Linked DNA regions of Mus musculus: all the other regions are linked to region 4. Evidence: chromatin contacts called from public HiCAR-type and promoter capture Hi-C data. All regions are on one chromosome and are shown on one strand. Each heading gives the region's core, a stretch centred on a gene start, on an enhancer-like site or on the middle of the called end of the contact. The rest is flanking DNA. Distances are from core to core; before and after follow the strand shown. Region 1 holds the start of Xpo6 (exportin 6). Region 2 holds the start of Mfsd13b (major facilitator superfamily domain containing 13B). Region 3 holds the start of Gsg1l (GSG1-like). Region 4 holds the start of Lcmt1 (leucine carboxyl methyltransferase 1). Region 5 holds the start of Mettl9 (methyltransferase like 9). Region 6 holds the start of Il4ra (interleukin 4 receptor, alpha). Region 7 has its middle 20 kb from the start of Il21r.

What was found. Promoter capture Hi-C pulls out the DNA fragments that hold promoters and counts their contacts. HiCAR-type assays count read pairs that join an accessible place to other places.
Region 1: a HiCAR-type map of astrocytes shows a contact between it and region 4, with 4 times the contacts expected there. The contact joins the promoter of Xpo6 here to the promoter of Lcmt1 in region 4. A contact is called at or near these places in 1 of 39 promoter capture datasets (pre-B cells) and 2 of 115 datasets of contacts at active chromatin or transcription factors (astrocytes and embryonic stem cells).
Region 2: a HiCAR-type map of astrocytes shows a contact between it and region 4, with 2.7 times the contacts expected there. The contact joins the promoter of Mfsd13b here to the promoter of Lcmt1 in region 4. A contact is called at or near these places in 1 of 39 promoter capture datasets (pre-B cells) and 1 of 115 datasets of contacts at active chromatin or transcription factors (astrocytes).
Region 3: a contact with region 4 is called in a HiCAR-type map of astrocytes, with 2.9 times the contacts expected there. The contact joins the promoter of Gsg1l here to the promoter of Lcmt1 in region 4. A contact is called at or near these places in 1 of 39 promoter capture datasets (liver) and 1 of 115 datasets of contacts at active chromatin or transcription factors (astrocytes).
Region 5: a HiCAR-type map of astrocytes shows a contact between it and region 4, with 4 times the contacts expected there. The contact joins the promoter of Mettl9 here to the promoter of Lcmt1 in region 4. A contact is called at or near these places in 4 of 39 promoter capture datasets (the C10 cell line, erythroid cells, liver and 1 more) and 1 of 115 datasets of contacts at active chromatin or transcription factors (astrocytes).
Region 6: a contact with region 4 is called in a promoter capture Hi-C map of pre-B cells, with 5 times the contacts expected there. The contact joins the promoter of Il4ra here to the promoter of Lcmt1 in region 4. A contact is called at or near these places in 8 of 39 promoter capture datasets (the 3T3-L1 cell line, cranial neural crest, embryonic stem cells and 4 more), 1 of 484 Hi-C or Micro-C datasets (muscle stem cells), 4 of 115 datasets of contacts at active chromatin or transcription factors (astrocytes, embryonic forebrain, large pre-B cells and 1 more) and 3 of 9 other capture datasets (adipose tissue, embryonic stem cells and macrophages).
Region 7: a promoter capture Hi-C map of pre-B cells shows a contact between it and region 4, with 5 times the contacts expected there. The contact joins the enhancer-like site here to the promoter of Lcmt1 in region 4. A contact is called at or near these places in 6 of 39 promoter capture datasets (cranial neural crest, hippocampal neurons, liver and 2 more), 2 of 115 datasets of contacts at active chromatin or transcription factors (astrocytes and pro-B cells) and 1 of 9 other capture datasets (liver).

What each region holds. Positions count from the first base shown.
Region 1 is chr7:126,198,905-126,202,044 of GRCm38.p6, forward strand. It overlaps Xpo6 (exportin 6), which reads right to left and starts at 1,597. Exons shown (of 24, transcript NM_001311143.2): 1 at 995-1,597. The coding sequence starts at 997.
Region 2 is chr7:120,980,524-120,983,781 of GRCm38.p6, forward strand. Mfsd13b (major facilitator superfamily domain containing 13B) reads left to right here and starts at 1,986. Exons shown (of 8, transcript NM_001374644.1): 1 at 1,986-2,207. Cdr2 (cerebellar degeneration-related 2) reads right to left here and starts at 1,789. Exons shown (of 5, transcript NM_007672.2): 1 at 1,454-1,789. The coding sequence starts at 1,529.
Region 3 is chr7:126,080,706-126,083,694 of GRCm38.p6, forward strand. It overlaps Gsg1l (GSG1-like), which reads right to left and starts at 1,706. Exons shown (of 7, transcript NM_001101488.1): 1 at 1,155-1,706. The coding sequence starts at 1,473.
Region 4 is chr7:123,376,221-123,379,400 of GRCm38.p6, forward strand. It overlaps Lcmt1 (leucine carboxyl methyltransferase 1), which reads left to right and starts at 1,762. Exons shown (of 11, transcript NM_025304.3): 1 at 1,762-2,035. The coding sequence starts at 1,929.
Region 5 is chr7:121,033,033-121,036,012 of GRCm38.p6, forward strand. It overlaps Mettl9 (methyltransferase like 9), which reads left to right and starts at 1,413. Exons shown (of 5, transcript NM_021554.2): 1 at 1,413-1,943. The coding sequence starts at 1,779.
Region 6 is chr7:125,550,612-125,553,539 of GRCm38.p6, forward strand. Il4ra (interleukin 4 receptor, alpha) reads left to right here and starts at 1,660. Exons shown (of 11, transcript NM_001008700.4): 1 at 1,660-1,717.
Region 7 is chr7:125,581,689-125,585,024 of GRCm38.p6, forward strand. No RefSeq gene overlaps it. Among named protein-coding and RNA genes, the nearest start is that of Il21r, 20 kb to the right of the region's middle. Within about 2 kb of position 1,788, at least 30 of the 459 cell types and tissues checked have an H3K27ac peak or open chromatin away from gene starts, as enhancers often do. A contact at or near this core is called in pre-B cells and pro-B cells, where this site is marked.

The sequences.
Region 1 (3,140 bases), core at 347-2,846, 2.8 Mb after region 4:
TGGTCTGATGTGTGCATTAAAAAGGTGCACCAGCCACATCTCAATACACCTCTAATCGCCAGGCAATGTGTGTGTGTGTGTGGGGGGGGGGGGGGGGGATCAGTGCTCAAACCCAGGCTGGGCACTCACTCATCATGGGCTAGATGCCAAACTGAGGCAGATAAAGAATCAGAGGACTAACTTCACCTTGCCTACTGTGATGGGCAGATAAGGCTCAGAAACATTAAAATGGCAAAAGACAAGCACTCAACCAACTGCTCTGAGTACACAAACCCCAAGGACTATGGAAAAGCTAAAAAGCCTGCAAGAAGAGGAGGTATTTTCCTTTCAGAGAGGTTTTTTTTAGTGGGACCTGAAAGTATGCATAGTTTTCCAAGGAAAAGGCCAGAGCAGAAAACAAAAAGAACAGCAACCAAGATGTCCAAAGACCCCACTGCTGACTCTGCCATCGTCTGTATCCGTAACCAGTAACCTCTACAAATACTACTTTAGATTTCTGCAAACGCAAACCTACCGCTGGACAGATGGTCTCCAAAAATCCAGCCAGTTCTATAACAGATTGCTTATGTTCAAATAGTGCTACTAACCCAAAAGAGTCAACTGACCTTGGGCAGAGTAATTAACTGCTTCTTGCCTCAAGTATCCCCCATTTCCAATCAGGGGGTTGATATACTAACAAAATACATACCACTGACTTAGCAAAGGAAATGACACACAGTATGCCATCAATAAATAAATGATACTGATAATCACGACTTGCTGCACAAGGGCACAGCCAACAGTGAGGCAGGGGGTTGTATCCGTGGCGCTACTCAAGACATCCAGTGGGGGTGGGGGTGGGGGCAATGGGAGCGTACAGCCGGTTGCACACCCTGCACGCATGTGTCACCGGCCAGGCTCGCACGCGCCTCTCCCCGCCTCAGGGAAGAAGAGATGGCTCAGCTGCTCTGAGGCCCACTGCCACCCCTCCAACCCGGTCCCTGGACCCACTCACCATGCTGGCCGGGAAGGGGATGGCTCAGGTGAGCTAGCTCTTGGGATCCGTCGTGTCCCGCTCGCACAGTTCAGGTCATGGTCCCGGCAGGCTCGGGGAGTCCCCCGCCCATGCAAAGACAACCGGTTCCCTACCCGGGCCCCGCCGGCACCTTTAAAAGGAGCACACGGGCCCCTTCGGGGACCCCCCGAAGCGATTCATCCAGACCTCGGCCCACCCCGGGGAAACGCAAAAGCAGAAAATGGGGTTCAGAGGCGGCTACACGAGGCCCCCCGCCTGGGCCCGACCCCCGAGAGGGAGGCTGCGGGCCCAGGCAGGGACTCCCCGGCCTCCGCGGCCCGAGGCGGCGACGGGCCTCAGCCGAGACTGAAGGGGCAGAGGCTGCCTGGGCCTGGGCGGCGCGGCCGGCTCAGGAGAGAGGCCCGCGGGCCCTTGCTGTCCTCGCCACCTCTGTCCTCGCGGCGGGCTCCCTCCGCATCCCTGCGCGCCACCAGTAGCCGCGGCTCGCCCCTCGCGGCCACCCTCTGCCAACAGCCCAACGCGCCGGAAGTGGCGAGCACCAGGCGGCCCCTCAGCCCGCGGCCTGCTGCGGCGCTGGAACCGGACCAATCCGGAATCAAGTGAGGGCAGAGGAGGGCGGGGCCGCACCTGACTGTTCACTGGCCCCGCCCACCACGTCCCCGCCCAAGAGGCCAGGGACCGCCGCGTTGGTAAAGGGACACGCGGCCATTTTGGTAAAGGAAAGGTTTCCCTTTCGTTTCTTTTCACTCATTCATTCCGCAAATCTTTTCTGAGCATCTTTCCGGACCCTGACACCGGACTAGAAGTTCGGCGATGCTGGTCTGTGCTCTCCTGGGATCTTATTCATTCAGTCCACAGTTCTGGGTCCTAGGACCAGAAAGTGTCACAGGATGAAATTGAAACACTTAGTGTCACGATCTAAATTGGCTTCATCCCTAATTCCAGACTCCAACACCAGGTGACTCAACACCCTCTTCTGGACTCTGGAGACACCTGCACCCATACTCACATAGCATACACATATATAGGTACACAAACATGCATGTAAATAAAATAAGTTTTTATGGGATATGGCTCAGCCTTTAAAGGTACTTGCCACTATGTCTGACAACCCAATCTAAGTTCAATCCTCAGAACCTGTACTGGTTTAAATAAGAATGCCTATCCCATATCTAAAGCTTAGTCATCAGAAGTGGCACTATTTGAAACCGATTAGAATGATTAGGTGTGGTCTTGTTGGAAAAATGTGTGTCACTCGGGGTGGGCCTTAAGAGTTCAAAAGTCACCGGGCAGTAGTGGAGCTTGCCTTTAGTCCTATCATTTGGGAGGCAGAGGCAGGCAGATTTCTGAATTCGAGGCCAGCCTGGTCTACAGAGTGAGTTCTAGGACAGCCAGGGCTACACAGAGAAACCCTGTCTCAGAAAAAAAAAAAAAAGAGTTCAAAAGCCAATGGCAGGGATGGTGAGATGGCTCAGTGGTTAAGAGCACCGACTGCTCTTCCAAAGGTCCTGAGTTCAAATCCCAGCAACCACATGGTGGCTCACAACCATCTGTAACAAAATCTGATGCCCTCTTCTGGAGTGTCTGAAGACAGCTACAGTGTACTTACATAGAATAAATAAATAAATAAATAAATAAATAAATAAATAAACATTTAAAAAAAAAGCCAATGGCAAACCCAGTCTCCTTTTGTGAATCAGATGTATCTTTTAGCTACTGTTCCAGTACCATGCATGTCGACCTGTTCCCTGCCATGATGATAGACGGACCATCTGAAACTGGAAGCAAGCCCCCAATTAAATGCTTTCTTTTACAAGAGTTGTCATGGTCATGGTATATATTCACAGCAATAAAACAGTGACTAAAACAAAACCCAATTGAAGAAGGAGAAAATAAATTACCACAAATTGTTGTCTTTTGACCACACTAGTATCATGCTTGCACAGGGACACACACACACATTAGGTCTCAGGCAGTCCACATATCCAGAATGAGCTCAAGATGGACTATAGAAGGAATTCTGGTGTTAGATAAAAGCCAGAATTCCTAGGAAACTTGTGAAACAAGTTCCTATTCCCCCAAAAGGAGTCCTTTCCCTTACTTCTGGCAGAAGGGACACCTGGCT
Region 2 (3,258 bases), core at 736-3,235, 2.4 Mb before region 4:
TGCTTCAGTCCTCAAGTATCAAAGTAGGTCATCAATCCTTATGGGGCAAATCTCAAGTAGGCTAAATGTCTAACAAATTTGTCTTGTGGACATGGAGAAATGTGATGGCAAATCGGCATTGTAACTGCTAGTCAGCTTCAATTATAGCAGTACAGGGATCTATGTGGGCTTAGGTCATTTCACATTAAGAAATCAAGACAGACAGGATTAAAAAAACCAAAAAAACAAAAACAAAAAAAAAAACAAAAAAACAAAAAACAAATTAGCATCTCTCCAAAGAGCTACCTGTTTTCTTTTTCTAAGTATGGATCATTCAAGCCCGAATTTTTCCCCCATCAGATTCAGTTGAATTGTGAACAAGAGGCGGTGTTTAGTAGCCAACTCAAAAGAGATATTAATTTTCCCAAAAAGTTTGGAGTGGAGATCATTATACAGAATAGCACAAAGGATTCCTGCGGATCCCTCAGCATGGTGGTTAACAATGTCTACTCTGGGGTCTGCCGTGAATACCTAGTCTCCCCAACAGTATCTTCTTCAGCCAGAGGTACCTACTGCAGCACCTTATGCTATTGGGAGAATTAAAGGAGCCTACCAGGGTGTTGAGGGCCGGCCTATCAGTGTCCCCAAACACAAAATCCTGCTATGAATGTACAAGAAAATGGGCCACTGGCTTCAGACTGGGGGCACTCTTGAGATTGTCTCTGGAGATGCCCCGATGCAAGAAAACCAAGGCAGGATTATTTTTAATTGAAAACCCGAAAGAAAGATAAGCGCATGATAAGAGCTGCCCTCGAATAATTTCATTTAGCCCCCGATGAACGATGGCTAAGTAATAAATTAAAACACAAAACAAAACAGTTTAATACCCAACTGAGTAAGCTGTAAACTGGGATGCTAAGAAACTGAACAGTGTCTACAGGCTCCTCATACTCGGCTTTAGGGAATCCACCTAAATCTTTTAGCCTCTGCTTTCTGGAAAACGGGACAAAAAAAAAAAAATTTACTCTCACAGAGAGATGGCGCGGGTACCGCACAGCAGCACTGCCCTCCCACCACCTGCAGCGGCTTTGCAGACTCTGCGGACCATGAAAGGCGATGTGGGGCAGGCAGGGCAGCACGACCCGGACCCAGGCCAGCAGCTCGCCTCTAGAGCAGGACAAGCTGGTCCACTCCTGCCCACCTCAGAGGTCCATCCGCTCATACCCGGCAAGCGCTTTCTTAAAGCACCGAGCATCAGCCTGTGTGGCGCACCCGCAGGGCCGTGGGCCGCGCGCGCTTGCTCTCTGCGGTCGGGATGGGCGGATCCGTTGCCAGGTGAGGGCAAGAAGCACCGGGCCGCGGCATCCCAAACCTCCAGCCTAAGGAACTTTCTAGCACTTTCCACACCTGCCACCCCCGGACTCCCACCCCAACAATCCCGCCCCCCCCTCCCGACCGGCGACCTCGCCCTCACCTTGCTGGAGGTCCCGGTGGTCGTACCACGGCTCATCCTCCATCTCGAACTCCTCCACTAGGTTATCTGCCAGCATGTCGCCGGGGACGTCCGGGGGCAGCGGGCTCTGCCGCCGCCCTGCCGTTTCGGCCGCTGCCCCGGGCTCTCCCCCGGCCCCGCCGCCCTCAGCCAGAGCCACCCTGGGGCGGGACACGCAGGTCCCGCAGCAGCTCTCGCCGCTATCCCGCGCCGCCCAAAGGCCGGCGCCCTAGCGAGCGCGCCCCGGGTGGCGCCGGGAGCCGGCTCCTCACGCCTGCTGCCCGGCCCAACGTGGCACTTTGGCAGAACCCTCCCAAAGCCGGGGAGACGATTCAAACCCGGGAGGCACCTTGACCAATCACGAATGAGCCGCCTATAGAGTGACAGCGACTTCAGCCAATAGAATATCAAAAAAGGTCGCGGGTCCGAGGACCATCAGCCAATAATAGCTTAGGAAGGAACAAAGGAGGCGGGGAAAGACGAAGAGGGTGCGGTCGGCAGCCCCTCCTCTTTTGTCTGCGTCGCGTCTCCTCAGTTGAGTGCACTCCAGTTCCGGAGTGTGGAGGTGGCTTTGGCGAACACCGGGTGCCGAGGACTACTAATTCTGGGCACGGGTCATCATCTTCCCACCCGAGGGTTTCGGATGCGGGCCAACTCTCCTTGGCTCTGCCCTCGGTGATGCTCGGAGGGAGACTCATGGTCCGTCGGGAAGTTAAAGCCGAGAGAACGCTACTGAGTGAGAGCTGCTCCTCAATCTTGGAGCCCTGGCCTTCCAGGGGCCTGGCTATGAACTCCTAAAAGGGCAGTCACCAACCCCACTTCACACTCCAGAGTCCCGGGCTGGCCAGTGGAAGCCGCCTCCCCTGAGAAAAGTTGCCACAGTTTTGCATAGAATTTCTTAAAGGTTCATAGAGCCCAGGATAAATACCTAAGATCAGGCATTGCACTTGGTGGCCAGCTTGCCGGCGTCAGCTTGTTAACACAGCCGTAACTACTGTTTCTTGGGTTAAACTTTTAATATATTTGGGTACCTCACTTAGGGAAACTCTCAGAGGGCAGAAAGGTCGGCGCAGATGTTTGGGATGTTATAACTGATAGCATCTACAGAGGACGGGAGAAGAACTGTGACAACTGAGGGGGGGAGGGGATGTTATAACTGATAGCATCTACAGAGGACGGGAGAAGAACTGTGACAACTGAGGGGGGGAGGGGAGTAATTACTCAGGTTTGGCAGTAGTGATTTGGTAGAAACCTCCTGAAGTTAACTCCTTCACACAGATCCGGAGTGTCACCCGAACTAAAGTGGAAAGCAGTTGAAAGTTTGCCTTATCCAAAAAAAGCACCAGTTGTGGCCTTAAAATAGTGTACTCAGATTACTATGGCTTAAAACAGGAGAAATTGCTAGGAAGAAGCTACAAATCCTCAGAGATACTTTTATTTCTCTGAGATCTCGGGTAATTTGGAGGAAGGAATACTTCACCCTAATTTCTTTTTTCAGTGCTAACGATGCCTTAGGCGTGCCACTCTCCATCATTCTTGTGGGTCCTAAGATGCTCCTTTTCAGATCAGTGTAACATGCACCTGTTCCTGGGAACATGGTCTTGTGAAGGTCAAGAAAGCCTCCCCATTGTGAGGTTGGTTTGTTGTTTGTACAGAGTCTCACTGTGCAGCCCCAGCTTTGCCTAGCACACTATGTAGATTAGGCTGGCTCTGCCTCCAGAGTGCTGGGATAGAAGGCACACAACCATCAAACCCTGTCCCTACAGGAATGTTGTTCTGGCGAGATT
Region 3 (2,989 bases), core at 456-2,955, 2.7 Mb after region 4:
TCAAAGCACGGAGCCAGGGATGGCTACAGAGCTTATGGGCAGCCGCCTTCAGACAGCTTTTGGGACAGCCAGCAGGCTCCGATGAGAGCCCAGGCACACTACAAAGGCAGGGCAGGTTGCCTCAAGCTGCCAGGGACAAGGCCCATCCAGGCACTGTAGGGTGGCATGTCCCCCAGGGCAGGGCCTCCCAGATCTCAGGAACTGCTGCCTGCAGTTGGAGGAGGACCCATGGTCATCCCTTCTCATTCTTTGGGCTGTCGTGTATGAAGGTCTATGGAGACCTGAGCCTGGAGGGGGCACATGTCTACCGTGCTCCGTGGCTGCTGTGGTGTGGGAGGATCAGGCTTGTGGAAGCAAGAAGTTTTAGACAGGAGGCTTTTAGACTATGCTGAGTGTGAGGAAGATACAGCTACATAAAGGGGGAGACGGCGCTTCCAAAGGGATCCTGCCAGAACAGTGGCTTACTACCCGAAAGCTGTGGGTTGAATCCATAGCCAGTACCACCCACCATATGGCACAGTCCCCTATCAGGCAGAGGTCCCCTGAGTGCTCCAGACTTGCTATCTTTTGGGGGTATTCACTTCAGCCCCATATGTCTGGGTGAGGGGACAGAAGTGTCGGTCTACTTTCTGAAAAGCCTGCCCCCTCCCCAGTTCTGAAAGAGACTTGTGCTAAGCCAGGATCCCTCAGCTCCAGTGCCTAAGTTGCCTGTTTTCCCGCCTGCCTCCCTTCTCTCCCTCCCTCCCACACCATCCACTCCCGCATCCACTCCTGGGAGGGCTCCAGGATACCCCGGCTAGTGGAAGGACATAAGGGTGCTCATCAGACTCCTCTATCCCCTGCTTTCTCCAGCCCTATCGTAGACGTTTAGCGCAGCTTGAGAGTAGCAGAACCGTTGGGTTCCTGGCCCCGGAGATCTGCGGTGGGAAGGGTTGCCTACAGCAAAGGTCCCCGGCCCCCACTATCACCTCCCGAGCTGAGACGGGCGGATGGGAGCAAGGAGGGGTACACGGGGAAATGACTTCAGGCCGAAGAGGGACCGCACGCACTGGAACTCGCAGCCAGGGTGCGCGCGCGGGGGACCGGGACGCGCCACCTCCCCGGTCCGGGACCAGCGGGCGCGCGTCCCCGGGGAGCCCCGCGCCAGCACTCACCCGGGCCACCGAGCTCTTCCTCACACGAGTACCAGATGCCAGTGTGGAAACGGCGCAGCTGGAAGCGCTCGTCGCCCGCCTCCCAGCTGTAGGGCGCGCCGGCCGGGCTCGCGGCGACGGGGGCGGCTGTGCTGTTGGCCGTGGCGTTGGCGCCCGAGTTGGGGCAGTTGGCGCCGCCGCCCTGGCCGCAGCCAGGCTTGGGCACCCGTTGCGTGCCCTGGCACCAGTACGTGGTGAGGAAGGCGGTGGTGGCGAAGAGCAGCGCCAGCAGGTTCAAGGCCACGGCCAGGAGCGCTCGGCCGCGGCGGCTCGTCTTCATGCCGCCCGCGCCGCCCGCAGCTCCGCGCGAAGTTGGCAGCGGTGCCCGCGTCAGCGCCCGCCCCGGGGCTCAGGTGCCTGCGGTCGGCGACGGTGTTCGCGGCGCAGGCCCATGGCCCACGGCGGGGACGCGGGGCGACGAGGACGCGGGGCGACTGGGGCCGCAGAGTGGAGCCGACCAGCGCGCCCGGAGCCCGGAGCGCGAGTGCGCTTCGGCGAGCAGCCGCGGGCGCCTGGCAGCGGCCACGGCGCAGGGACGCGCGCCCCTCCGTGGGGAGACACCTGCAGGCGGCCGGCGACACTGTTCAGCGCCCGCCCGCGCGCGGAGAGGGGGCGCGCCACGCTGGGCGCGGGCGGGGGACAGATCCGCGCGGGAGTGGAGAGGGACAAGTGAGAGATCCCAGGCAAGACGCTCCCAAAGGAGCCTCACTCAAGGCAGGAGAAGACCTCTCACCCAGACCCACACAGCCCTGCCAGATAAGTGACAAGGCAGCTTCTGTGGGTCTTTAGACTGTCAGGGGCCTCTGCAAAGGCTGCAAGACCCATCTGGAGCTTAGGAAGGGATGGGGATGCAGAGCCTCAGCGTTTGAAAGGCTTGTCCCTGCTCACCCTTGCTATCTGAGACCAATTCCTATCCACAGGCTCTCTGTCACCACACAGGAGGGCAGAGAGCTTGCAAAGAGGCAGCCTGCACAAGGAAGCGAGCATAGGATGTGACAAACAGGGCTTCTCCACCCAGGCTATCCACACCAGAGACCCAGAACATGACTCAAGAGGCCACAAAAAGAACAGCAAGTCGTGGTCGCCAAAAGGTGGTGTCCTGCAGGTCTGCGAATGCTGAATGCTTAAGACTGGCCGGGCAGGGTTGGTTAACCATCCTGACTTTGCAGTCAGTTAAATCCAGGACTCGACCAGCTGTGTGACTTTGAACAAGACACTTGCTCTCTCTGACCCTCGATTTCTGTATCTATAAAAAGGAAAGAATGTGTTCCAGAGCCAGAGGTGGGGAAGGCATCTGGCACACAGTAGGCACTCAGTAAATGCTGACACTATTAGGAATATCTGGGCCAAGGAGTTGACGAAACTCAGACCTTTTTAGCATCTCTTTCTCAAACTAGGATTGCTCATCTGTGAGCACCCCCAACCCCACCTCTGCTCTAAGATGAAGCTACACCCTTCACTCTTCCCACTGCATGGGGCACAGTGCCTGGATGCCCAGGGTGTGCAACCATTAATTGCACATTGATTGCAGGAGCTAATTTGAATTCTGCCCAAGCCAAGAATGACTCCAGCCACCCCCAGCTTGCCGAGTGGCAGGCTTTGCAGAATTCAAGGTTAACAGATTACGAATTGCCTTACTCCTGTGGGTGAGCCCCACTCACTGCCAGCTGCTGCCACTCTGCCTGGGGGCAGGAGAGACTAAAGCAATGCTGGTGTGAGGACAGCCAGGGGAGCCCTGCACTTGCTTATCAGAGCTTCTTTCTGGCCCCAAACAAGGAGTTTCTAACTATTTTCAG
Region 4 (3,180 bases), core at 512-3,011:
CCCCCTTCTCTGTCATTCACTCTCTTTCCCTCCATCCCTTCTCCTCCATCCACCCCCAACTCTCAGGCTATATTATCCAAGCCTGCTTACATGCTGCCCTGTTCACCATTATGATAGTCATGAAGTGGCCCTCTGAAAATGTAAGCAAGCCCCTGATTAAATGATTTCTTATATAAGCTGCCTTGGTTATGGTATCTTTTCACAACAATAGAAAAATAACTAAAATAAACTGCAAGCCAAAATAAAGTATATTGCCCTTTAAGTTGCTTTTGTCAGGGTAATTTATCATAACCCCTCAAGATTAGCTTCAACGACACTTCAGAACTCCAGTTATTCCTTTCGCCATCTCTCCCTGAAGTATCAGTGGTTACTTGTGTCTCCAGTGAATAATAAATAAAACAAAATATATGAACATATATAGGTTGATTTGCTGTTTTCTTTTTTAAGGAATTGAGTCAGTATGTAGCTCAGTTGGTAGAATATTTTCTAGATTGCACTAAACTCAGGGTTTGAGCCTCAATAGTGTACAAATTACATGTGGTTACACATACCTACAATCCCAGCACTGGAGACGTGTAGGCACCAGAAGTTCAAGGTCATTGAATTAGAAGTTCAAGGTCATTTTTGGCTACACAGTGAGTTAAAGGCCAGGCTTCATTATAGGAGAACTCATCTAGTTTTTCTTTTTTTAATTTGAAATATAGTCTTGCTATATTATCCAGGCTGACCTCCAACACTAGGCTCAAAGGATCCTATTGCTCTCGCTTCCCAAACATTCTCTCTCTCTCTTCCTCTCTCTCTCTCTCTCTCTCTCTCTCTCTCTCTCTCTCTGTGTGTGTGTGTGTGTGTGTGTGTGTGTGTTTCTGAGCTCAGATCCAAAAACCCTGGAAAGGGTGGGCAAGTGTTTATCACTGCCCTATCGCCACAGAATTTTTATGGGTATGATTTAGACTTCTTAAAGCTAGAGCTTATCCCTTCCTCTCTCCCAAACAACAAACAAAATAGAAAATAACCCTTCAATTTTATTTAGAGTTTTATAGTGATCCATTATGGAATACCTGTAAAGTACACTGCACACGCACAATTATGAAACATATTTACTCATTTGAGAAACTGTCCTCCCTCTGTCCTTTCACTGGTTTCTCTTCCCCCACCTTCCCCATTCATGTCACCTAAACCTTGATTTCTATTCACTTGTTCCTCAGTCCCGCAGACTATTTTGATTACATCTGTTGATTCTGAAACAGAGTTCAAGAAATTTTGTAGCCCCATCCCCAATTTACTCTCATGGTTACAAAGTTTTCCATTTTGTTCTTCACAACTCTCTCTTTCACAACTTTTTCCCCCTTTTCTTTCTGAGAACCCTACTCCCAGGCGAGCGCTCTGAGCTATGTTCCTAGTCACTTCCTAACATCTCAAAGGCATTGATTAGCACAGGACCTGACACAGTGTTGACTCCCCGACTAGAAGTTTGTTACAGTGTTGAATGATCTAAATGGAGACAGAAAGTTAATACATTAAACTTGCTTCTTTTGGGTGGACTCTCTGCCCTTCAGCCCTGAATTGACTGTGTTTGTAAGTTACTGAGCGACAAGAAGCCACTAAGACTACATTTCCCAAAAAGGATTGCGGCGCCACCAGCATGTCCGGGCTCTCTAGAAACTTCCGGGTTGTGCGGGCGGAGCCTAAAGAATCCTCCAATGGTCTGACTGGACGAGGAACTTGGTCCGACAAACGTCATGTCCCGGGAGCCAGTCAGCTGAAAGGTGGGTGGGCGGTGCGGGGGCGGCGTCACTGAGCAGCGCCCGCCTATCGCGCCTTATCTTTGCAGCTTTAGTCGGTGCCTGTTTCTTGCCTCTTTCCCCCACTGCTCGTTTCCCCGTTTCCATGTCCCTGGTGGGTGCCGCACCCCAGAACATCCCACGCACATGGCCTCCAGCTCGAGGGAGTCCTCGTTCTCTTCCTGCTCGTCGAGCTGTGACTTGGACGACGAGGGAGTGCGCGGCACCTGCGAAGATGCTTCTCTCTGCAAGAGGTGCCTGGGGGCGCTGGGTTTGGGATGGGAGCTGGTGTCCCGAGCCTAGGTGGCTAGAGGGCCACTGACCAAGGCATACGCTAGGACACTGGGAAGGGGCTGTCGCACTCATCTGGAGCGGCCCTGGCTTCACACCTGGGAAGTGCACGGAGCAGGGAGAGGTTCATTTAAGTCACAATTAACGAGTGTGTGTGAACCCGGGGTACCACGACTGGGAGTAAGGCTCTGAACAAAGCTTGCAAGATCTTAGCCTTCAGGAAAGACAGGGTGTGTTGCAAGTAATAACTACAGCTTTGCTGGGTTAGAAAAGGAACTTTGCTTGGTAGGTTACAATCCTGTTGAAATTGGTCATTATTCCCCATTGTGCAGCTGAAGCTCAAGTCTATGAGGGAGGGGTAGATTGCAGGTCCCAGCACCCGCAGTGTTTGTAGAATCAGCACTATACATAGGTCACAGTATTTATGGAGTTGTAGTAGGTGGTGGTGGTGGGTCTTGTCAGTGCACAAGAAAACATAAAGCTTGCATGTCCTTCATTCCTGCAACAAAGCTATTGAGACAGTACACTGTGCCTTACTTTGAGCTAATTGGTAGGGTTTGCTTTCAGTGATTGCAAATACTTAAAGGAGCAAAACAGACATGGTGTTGACATACTAGACTCACAGCCTCGTTGGGAGGAGCAGTAAACTCATACTTTAGTGTTGGGCTCTTGGAGATGTCTTTAGAGTTTGAAATTTATCCAGGGATGTTTAAACTGGCAAGAAAAAGCCTGAGACAGGGAAGTAGGACAATGTTCAGAACTAGGGACGAGTGTGGGCTTTGGAACAATTAGGACAATGCCCTGGAGAGAGGCGTGGGCTGGGGGCCAGAGAGGTGTTATAGTGTGGGGAATACAAGTTTTGGAATGAAGTGTTGCACTCTTTGTAGGGTCTTAGAAACTAAGCAATGGGATTTAAAGCATCAGTCCTGGAGCCAGACTGCCTAAGCTATATAAACTTGGGCAAGTTCCTAATGTGTATGTGTGTGTGTGTTGGGGGCATGCATGTGTGGGTGACTACCTGTGCATCCTAGAGGAGGATGTTGGGTATCCTGCTCTATCGTTCTGCCTTGTTCCCTTGAGATAAGATCTCTCACCTTTTCAGCCAGAC
Region 5 (2,980 bases), core at 163-2,662, 2.3 Mb before region 4:
TAGCTGTCAAGTTCACCCCAAATTCTTCAGATCCTATCAGATGTATCTTTGCTTCTTGTTTAGAGGATACATTTAGGATTGAAGTCTTGGAGCTGTGGTTAAGCAAGCTTAATCTTAGGACACAGTTTTCTGTATCCTTTGTCTTTAGAAATGAAATATGCCCGTTTATGCACTCTTGTTGTATCTCCTCTTTACTTAAAAAGGTGAAGACTCTGGTTTGATACAGAAGAGCTTTATTGGAACTCAAAGAGGGGACATAATACAGTCATTTACATTCACTATTATAGCTTCTTTTAAGTATGTTGGACCAGTACTTCTAGAAAGTTGAGCTCAATTTAGTAAGGTATAGTCTTGGGTTTAACACCCAACTTGGAGAGATGTCAGGGAATATACCAGAATGAGAGAAGACAAAGTATTTTGTTATATTCTATGCACATTAGGTAACAAAATATTCTTATTAACGAAAGATGGTAAATAGATACTTTAACACCTAAGGAGTTTGTGATAAGGAATGCCATTTCTCATCCAGGGGTCATTATTTCATAAACGGAAATCTCTTCAGTGTAGTGTGATGAAATTAACGTAAAGATAAATTTGTTTTATAATTAATTTAAAATTAATGTACAGAATCTGTCGCTGTCAAATGAAAAGCATATTCTAACAAACCTAGGAAGGTGTGAGTAGCTGGGCTAGGAAATATGCTGTAGCTTAGTAGCAACAGTTGAGACACAACGACATCTCATGACCCTCATTTTAGAAACATTGGGCTTCTTCCTGCTATAAATGATCTAAGAAATATCTGGCTAAATCTCCCCAGACCGAGCACATTTTAAGAATGTCTGGTCCAACTTCTATCAGCTTGAGAAAACATGGCAGCCAGGACTAACTTGCAAGGAAACATGGCAGCCAGGACTAACTTGTGGCCTTCGTTGTCCAGCAGATGCTATTTTCCATCACATTTCGTTGAGTGCTCCAGGAGCAACAGTTTCCAACAAAGGCAGAGCTTTCACTCATGAGGGCTTCACTAGACCTGTGACAGCCGCTTCTCAGGCTTGGGAACACCGGGACTGGGAGTGGCGGTGGGATTCTTTCCCCCTCGATTCTCTGCTTTGCAGCTATCGGGTGGCTTTTGGAGTTGGGAGTCAGGTTCGCTGACCCCAGATGGAAATTATTAAATAGACGGTCAAGACTGTAGCAAGAAGGGCAGCGCGGGTCTATCGAATAAACCTGGGTCTGTGTCAATGGGAACAATTAGGTCAAAGGTGTAATCGAGGGGCCCACAGGGTAGTTACTAAGGCAAGACAAGCCCGGAAGTCCTGCAGACCCCTCCTCGGAGGGGCCAGACTCTAGTAGCCCCTTTAGGAAGTCTCCCCCGGATCTTCCGCCATTATGAGTCCAGGCGGCGCCACGGAGGACGTGCACGCCCTCTCTCCCAACTCCCGGGCCTCCCGGTCTCCGCTCATTGGGCAGGGAGGACGCCCCTCCTGCGTTTGTACGTGCACCGGGTGGAAACACGACCTGGAGTCGTTGGCGTTCCGGGCTGGGAAGGGCCGCGGGGGACGTGAGAAGGCCGCGCGCCTGCCGCTCCTCCCCCGCCCCCCCTCCCGCGCCATCTCCCCCTCCCTCTGCCTCGGCCCCGAAGGGGGCTGCACGGGCGACTTGGCGGCGATGGCTCGAGCTCCGGCGGCGACGACGGTGGCCGGAGGCGGCGGCTCCTCCTCCTCCTCCTCCTGGGCTTGGGCCCGGCGGTGATCCGAGCTGGCGGCCGCGGCCCCCCGATGAGACTGTTGGCGGGCTGGCTGTGCCTGAGCCTGGCGTCCGTGTGGCTGGCGCGGAGGATGTGGACGCTGCGGAGCCCGCTCTCCCGCTCCCTGTACGTGAACATGACTAGCGGCCCCGGCGGGCCAGCGGCGGCCGCGGGCGGCGGGAAGGACACGCACCAGGTACTGGGCCGCAGCCCTGCGGAGCGGGGGCGTGGCGCGGCGCGGCGGGGCGCTCGGCCTTCCCGCGCTCGGCCGGGCCATTGTGCGGGGCGGCGCGCTCGGGCCTCGGCCCCGGCCTCTCACAAACTTTTCCCGGCCCGGGCGCTGGCCCCACGGCGCCTTTTGTTCGGCGGCGCGGGCGGGGGACAGCCTTTGCTGCCTGGCTCCCCGGGCCCCAGCGTGGGCGCCCCGAAGCCCCGCATTGTTCCCAGGCCGGCGGCGGCGTCCGCGTCCGCCCTCAGGACCCGAGCAACTTTGGGTAGGGCCACCCAACTGGCACTGGGGCCTGAGCAGAAAACTGCCCCAGCTCTCACCCAGCCAGCCTTCCTCTACCCCCCCGAGGGACAAAACCGAAAGCCGGTCTCTTTTTGTCTGGCCGAATCTCTGGATATACAAAGGGTTCTAAAGACATTAAACTGGGCCTCGTGAACATTTCGGCTGACATTTCCCCGAAGCACTTAAAAAAATGTGTTTGACAGGTCTGGGCTCCCAGCCTAGGAACTCTCCTCCCCCTCTGCCTATGAGACGTGTCCTTTCAACTTGGGTTTAGTGAGCTGACCAGAGAGGTTGGGATGAGGAGGAAGATGATGCAAGCTTTAAACGGAGAGGTTTAAAAAATCTGAACTGTTCAGCAGTGAATTCTTGTAGCTAATGAATGGATTGTGAGCCGTGGGGGTTCTACCGGTTGGATGGGGTTGGATGGTCTTTTCATTAGCTATTTGTACCACTTAAAGAAACATGCATGGGTCAGCTGTTGAATTAAGAGGGAGGTAGTTTGCATTTGACCGTAAGTAGTTTGTGGTTAACCTTGCAGTCACAGAAGAGAAGCCTTTGAATTTAGACAAACTTTGCGCTTTTTCTAAAAGCCTGAGTTTAGTATGTCTTGCTTTTACAGAGAGATGTAAGGAATGATTCCTTGTGTTATTTGGACCTCACCTTTTTATGTATAACAGCATTAAGATTTTATTTGCTATTAACTGGATTGTGTTGTTTTTTTT
Region 6 (2,928 bases), core at 410-2,909, 2.2 Mb after region 4:
GCAGTCCTCCTGTGTCCTTTTCCCAGAGTGCAGAATTACAGGCAAACCCAACTTTTTCCTCAGATGTTGGGGTCCAGGTTGGTGTAACAAGGGCTCTTATCTACTGTGTAGTCTTCCAAGCTCCACTCTCAGCTTTTTAACATGGGGACTGGGGTTCAAACTCGGGTCTACTGAGGGGACCCAACAGAGCTTTCCCCACAGCACTAATTATTCTATCACACTACATCTGTTTCAAAAATAGTCTACTCTTAAACACTGAGGTAAGCTCAAAGGCAGCTCCATCCGCTGTGCTGGAATGCGCTCCAAGCTTGGAAGGAGGCAAGCTCGGGAAGCCCTTAAACTGGAAGAAGAGCCTGGATTATCTGGGGCTCCCAGCCCACTCTTGGGCCAAACAGAGTGGTCACTTAGGAAGTCTGGGACTGTGGAGGGAATATAAGCTTCCTGCTATTGTCTGTCTTCTTGGCCAGTATCCTTGGCTCTGTCCTGACATCAACTTAGATACATAGAAAGGTTTTTTGAAAGAGGAGTGCTAAGAATTCCCATCATTGTGCCCCTGAACATTTTCAAATGCCTTCCCTGACCACATGTGTGCTGGCCTTCCTGCTGCTTTCCGGTCTGTCAGCACTGTCTAGATTCTGATTTCACAACCAGGCACGCAGGCTCCAGCCCAGCTGCTTTCTCGGCCTAGTTCTGCTGAGCTTCTCTGAGCACCTGAGCCAAGCAGGGCTGGTCCCAAGCACCATCACAGGCCAGCCTGTTTCTGTCACATATCGATGTATCTCACATAGTCCCCTCTCCCCTGGGCAAGGGTCATACAATCCAGTCACATGAAGACAAGTGGCCAGCCAGGAGGGATCAAAAGATGGCTTGCAGACTCAGAAGACAGCAAGATGTGGTGGCTTGTATCTGCAATCCTACTTGGGAGGCTGAGACAGGATTACTGTGACTTCAAGTTCAGACTGTGCTACAATATGACAGCCAAAGCTGTATAGCAAGATCCTGTCACAAGAAGCAAAAAACTAAGCCAACCCAATCCATAATGCTCAAAACAGGATGGCAAGCCCATGGGATGGCTTAGCTAGCAAAGGCAAGGCTGGTCACAGTTGCGCTGCTGTGGGCGAGAGAACAACTTCGTGATGTCAGTTCTTTCTTTTCACTTTTGCGTGGTTTCTAGGGATAGATCTTGCACTCTCAGGCTTGCGGGCCATCTCATCAACCCTTAAGCAAGTTTCCTAACAGATCCATGCCTCAGCTTCTTCATCTGAAAAGGGATAGTTGCGCATGACTCCCTCTTGGTAGTAGCAGCAAGGTTCCTGCCTGAACCTAGCAGGAGACACTCGCTCTTAATTGATGAGTTGTTTTGCTTTCTGGCACAGACGCTGAGTAAACATTGGGAAAATGAGCAACAGCCGCAAACACAAGCCAAGCTGGTCTGTAGGGAAAGGGCAAAGATTCGAGTCCCGCAGTCGTGGGACTTAAAAGCTGGAGCTCTGGACAGCTGCGGACGCGTGGGGTGGGGCATGCAAATAAGCCAGCGATCAGGCAAAGTCCGGAGGACTGCGGGTGAAAATGAGCTGGGTGAGGGGCGGGGCATGTAAATGACCGTGCACGGGGTGGGGCGTCGCATGTAAATAAGGGACACCAGGCGGCGTAGGAAGCGGGGCGAGGTCCTTCTCGCAGGAAAGCCCCGCGCGGCGCGTGGAGCCTGAACTCGCAGGTAGGAACGGGCGGTGGGGAAGCCTGGGGACCGGGCAGTGGTGGCTACAGAACCGATCTGGCCTGAAACCAGAGCCCGCGGAACCTGGGGTGGGCATGGGGCTGCTGGGCTCCTCGCTCAGCCAGGGTCGGCTGCCTTCGGGCGCGGGTCAAGCAAGTAGACAACTCACGCGCTAGAACTCAGGGAGCCTCGGCGGTCCGGTCCCCACAAAGACGTCCTAGGGATCTTTGTGTAGAAGCCCGGACTACCAGGCTCCTCCCAGGTTCCGGTTCAGTAACCCAGAAACCTGACTATTGTGGCAAACTGGACGTTGTATAAGCCAGCTAGTCTGTGATTCCGTCTGCCCCCAAGCCAGCACTCCTGGGTCCTGCCCTTCTCCAGCCCTTTGGGAGGTGTGAGGCTCAATGTGGCCTTCCTTCTACAGGTGGTCTTTTGAGAGTCTGGGGGCATTTGCTGGGACATTTGTCCCATCCTAAAGTCTTATGGGGAAACTGAGACTTGAGAATATGTTTGGCCAGAAGAGAGTAATGGGATTCCACAGTCCTGGTAAGGCCTCTAGGAATCAGCCAGGGAAGTCATGACCGCTTAAGGGGACATTGAGGCAGAGAGGGGAGGTGACCACTGTGTGTGTGTTCCCCAGCTCGTCTGTGCTCTGCTTGCTGTTTTAGGCTGTGCTCTCTGACTGAGGGATAGACACACAAGACAGGGAGTGTATTGGGCAAGCAGGGCACCTCTTCCTTGGGCAGTACAGCTCCTGAGTCAGTTTGGGGTGTGGGAGAACACTTTGGCAGGTCGAGAATCAGAGACAAGAGAAGGCATGCTGAACTGTGGGTACAGCATGGGCAAAAACTAGAAGGTGGGACGGCTCCGTGTGCCACCTCGCTGACATAAGAGGGGCTAGATATGTGGAAAGGGAGACAGCGCTGCAGGAGCCCCTGAATTCCTTGCTTTGAGGCTCAGGGAAGTCGTAGGAAGGATTCGTAGTCCTGGCCCTGCTCCTGGATCTTCAGGGTAAGGATGGGGAAACCCAAGTGAGTCGCCCAAATGATCACACACTGGTAATTGGGCAAGGTTGTGACCATCTGAGGGTTTGCAGTATTTGGGCTGTGCTGGGGTCTTAATACAGTGCCATCCCAGACTGGGGAGGGCCAGGTGGCCAGGGAGACTGTCCCTGAGGCAGGCACAATGACTGCCACAATCGGGGATGAAAG
Region 7 (3,336 bases), core at 538-3,037, 2.2 Mb after region 4:
GAACAGCACAGACATTCAGGATACCCTAAACCCAACTGTCTGGCACCGGGCCAGTCTGCAACTTATCTGAGCTCACATATGCATCTGTAATTGACACCTGTCTCACGAGCCCGTGGTGAGAATTAAATACATCACCACTTCAGTGAGCCCCTGGAGTGGCTCTTGCACACAAAACTCTTTAAAAGCATCTGCTAAGCTTATTCTTGATGTCCGACTGAGTGCGTCTGGGCAGTGCGGGAGTTGAGCAGTAAATTATGCTCAAGGAAAATGGCACCCTTAATCCCAAAGACAGCACAAGTCCAGGATAAAATGTGCCCCGCTGTCACCACCCTGTGTCTGCACATGTCCCCATCTCGCCATAGGCTATGTGCAGAGTGACTCTTGGCTGTTTTTCCTTTACAGTGCTGGGGTCATGAGCAGAGGTCCTCACAGCAGGCAAGAACTCCACTGCAGAACCACCCCAATCCCTCTGCCATTACATAGCACCAACTTCTCATAGGTCCAGGTCCTCTGTCCCAGCTCCTTCCATGCAGACCCAGATCCAGGCCCTCATATAGAGCACCACTCTGTAATGTTATGACTTTGTGGTCTGGGCACACATCTGTATTGCACACTGTCCTTTGTGTCTGTCCCTTGGGCCTCTGATGAGTTCTGGCTACTCTGACTTACCCTCCTTGCTACAGTTCTGCCATGATTTCCAGCTGACCACCGAGGCCCAAGTCACTCTACATGGTTTTTTGTCCTTTGCTACCATGGGACCACAGGCCACACTGACAGTCCTCCCTAATCAGGAAAAGCAGCAGGAGAAAGTCCTTTGCCGTTTTCTTTCCACTCTGCGTGTAATGTATGGTGCTTTGTCGTCCACACTGTGGTCATGAAGAGACAGTATCGAGATGGAAGATAAAGGCAAATGAGGTGCGGCAGAGAGGGAAAAGTCCTCGAACGCATCATCTAATCGTCAAACCCTGCCTCCTGAGTCTAAAGCCATGTGCTTTTGTTTAAACAGAAATTCCTTTGCAAAGGTAACCCAATCTTCAGTGTTGTAGCGGATGGAACAAGGAACTCTGAAGCTACCTTCAACTAGGCATGCCCTAGTTCCTGGAACCTGTGCACATGTTTATACTTTCAGGGAAGCAATGAATGTTACAGTCAGAATAAAAATTACAGTACCAACCCAGGGGCCTCCTTCTTCCCTGCAGCCACAGGGTGGGGAGGGGGGAGGGAAGGGGATGTGGTCCACTTCAGTCTCTTCCTCCTCCTTTGGATTTCTCCTTCCTCTTTCTTCTTTTACGCCCCCATCCTCTTCCTCTTCTTTCCCCTCTTCCTCCTCTCTTCCTTTCTCTTCTGCCACCTCTTCGCCCACTAAGTTAATTACAATCCTTTCTAAATCTGGTCCTACAGAGACAGGCACCGTGACTTGTAAATGAATGACGGATGGACTGATGTCTCCCACTGTCTCTTCTCAGTGCCCTTGTGTAAACCCCAGAGCCACCCACAGCATCTGTTGGGCATCTTCACAGCCAGTGTTCAGCCATGTCAGCAGCCCAGCTGGCACAAGGCTCATGGCACATGGACAACCACAATTATGGGCACTATGGACCCTTCCTCCTTCTCTTCCAGTGGGTCTTCTCCTCCAAGGTGGGCTGCAGTGCTGAGACTTCTGACTATGGCCACACTGCCACAGAATCGTGGAGCCCAGAACCATGGAGCCTGACACATAGTAGCTGCTCACCAAAACTGTCTTGAAGCAGAACTGGGCCTCTGGTGGAGTGAGTGCAGAACTCACCGTGGCTCTCTGGCTCTCTCTCCTTGAGCCCTCTCTCAGTTCTCCTCTGCTGATCATCCACAGGGTGGTACAGCAGCCCACAGCAGGGAGTGTGGGTTTCTGTTTCAGTTGTCTGCACTTCCCTCCGATTTATGGTAAAGATACCATTTTTCCATCTTGGGGAGATGAAGTTTCTTTTGAAAATAAAGTTAATTAAATAAAACACTCAAAACTTTTTTTTTTTTAGGCCTAGAGACTAATAACAGGAAAAGTATAACAAGGGGGTTAGGAAACAGCTCTTTGGGCAAAGTGCTTGCTAAACAAGCCAGAGAACCTGACTTCAGATCCTCAGGGCCCATGTAGAACTCCAGATGGCACCACGCACCTGTGACCCCAGTATGAGGGAAGCAGCAACAGGAAGATCCCGGGGCCACCGACAGCTGGGTTTGGAGCCAGTAAGCTCCAGGTTCAATAAGAGATCCTGCCTCCAAAGGTCAGGTGCAGAGCCATTGAAAAAGACAATATTGACCTCTGGCCTTCACAGGAATATACAGGGGCACCCACACATGTGAGTACACACAAGAACACCCATGATCGCGTGCACACACACAGGGAAAGGAGAGGGATGGAGAGAGAGCACGCACACAGATACGGCATGCAGCTGTGCACACAGGAAGCAATCCACAGCCAGGTCTCCCCACACCAAGACCCCACTCCCTCACTGCTCACCACTTCCTACTCTGTGACCTGTGAACTCTTACAGCCTTAGCTAGTGTGACCCTGCCACATTATGCAGGGTTAGACCCTGGCCTCCCTGGTGGGCCTCCCTCTGTCCAGCCTCCCCACGTCTCCAGTGGCCCCTGCTTCACAGGACCCTACCCTAGCACATCACAGTCTGTCCTCTTGATAGAGTGGCCTCCTTGGGGACCAGCTTGTAACTCCCAGTTCACAGGCTTCTGTGGGCCTGATGAAACCCCCCCCCCCCAACGCTCCTGCATGTGTCTCATGCTCAGCCAATCAGAGAATTCCCTTCTCTACCTGGTACAGTGGTAGCTTTGTACAGGGAGTCATGTGGTTAAAGTTGACCATTGAGAGCATTCCCAGAACTAGTACTGGACTTACTGGGTGCTTTCTTTGGGCTCCACAGGCTTGTAGGTGACAAACCTAGTCTTCTGACACTCCTACAACCACCACTTTCTGTTCCTATCGAAGCTCAACTGTCTATGCGAATGAAAGAAGTCCCAGAACGCAAGCCTTCTACTTTGAAGGAATTCATCCCCTTGACCCACACATGCATAAAACCAACCTTTTAAAACAAGCCAGTAAACGTACTTAATTTTATCTTGGTTCAGGGTCTTACCATGGAGCCAGGTTGTGCTGGAAGCATGCTCTTGCTCCTGCCTCCCAAATCCTGGGATTGCAGATGTGCATCAGAATTCACCTTGAAAAGCCAGTTCTGAACCCAGGGAGGTGGCTCAGTTGAGAAGGTGCTTGCTTGCTTGCCATGCGTAAGGACTGCATGATTCATTCATTTTACCCATGTAAAAATCCAGGGTGGGGGTGGGGAGTGA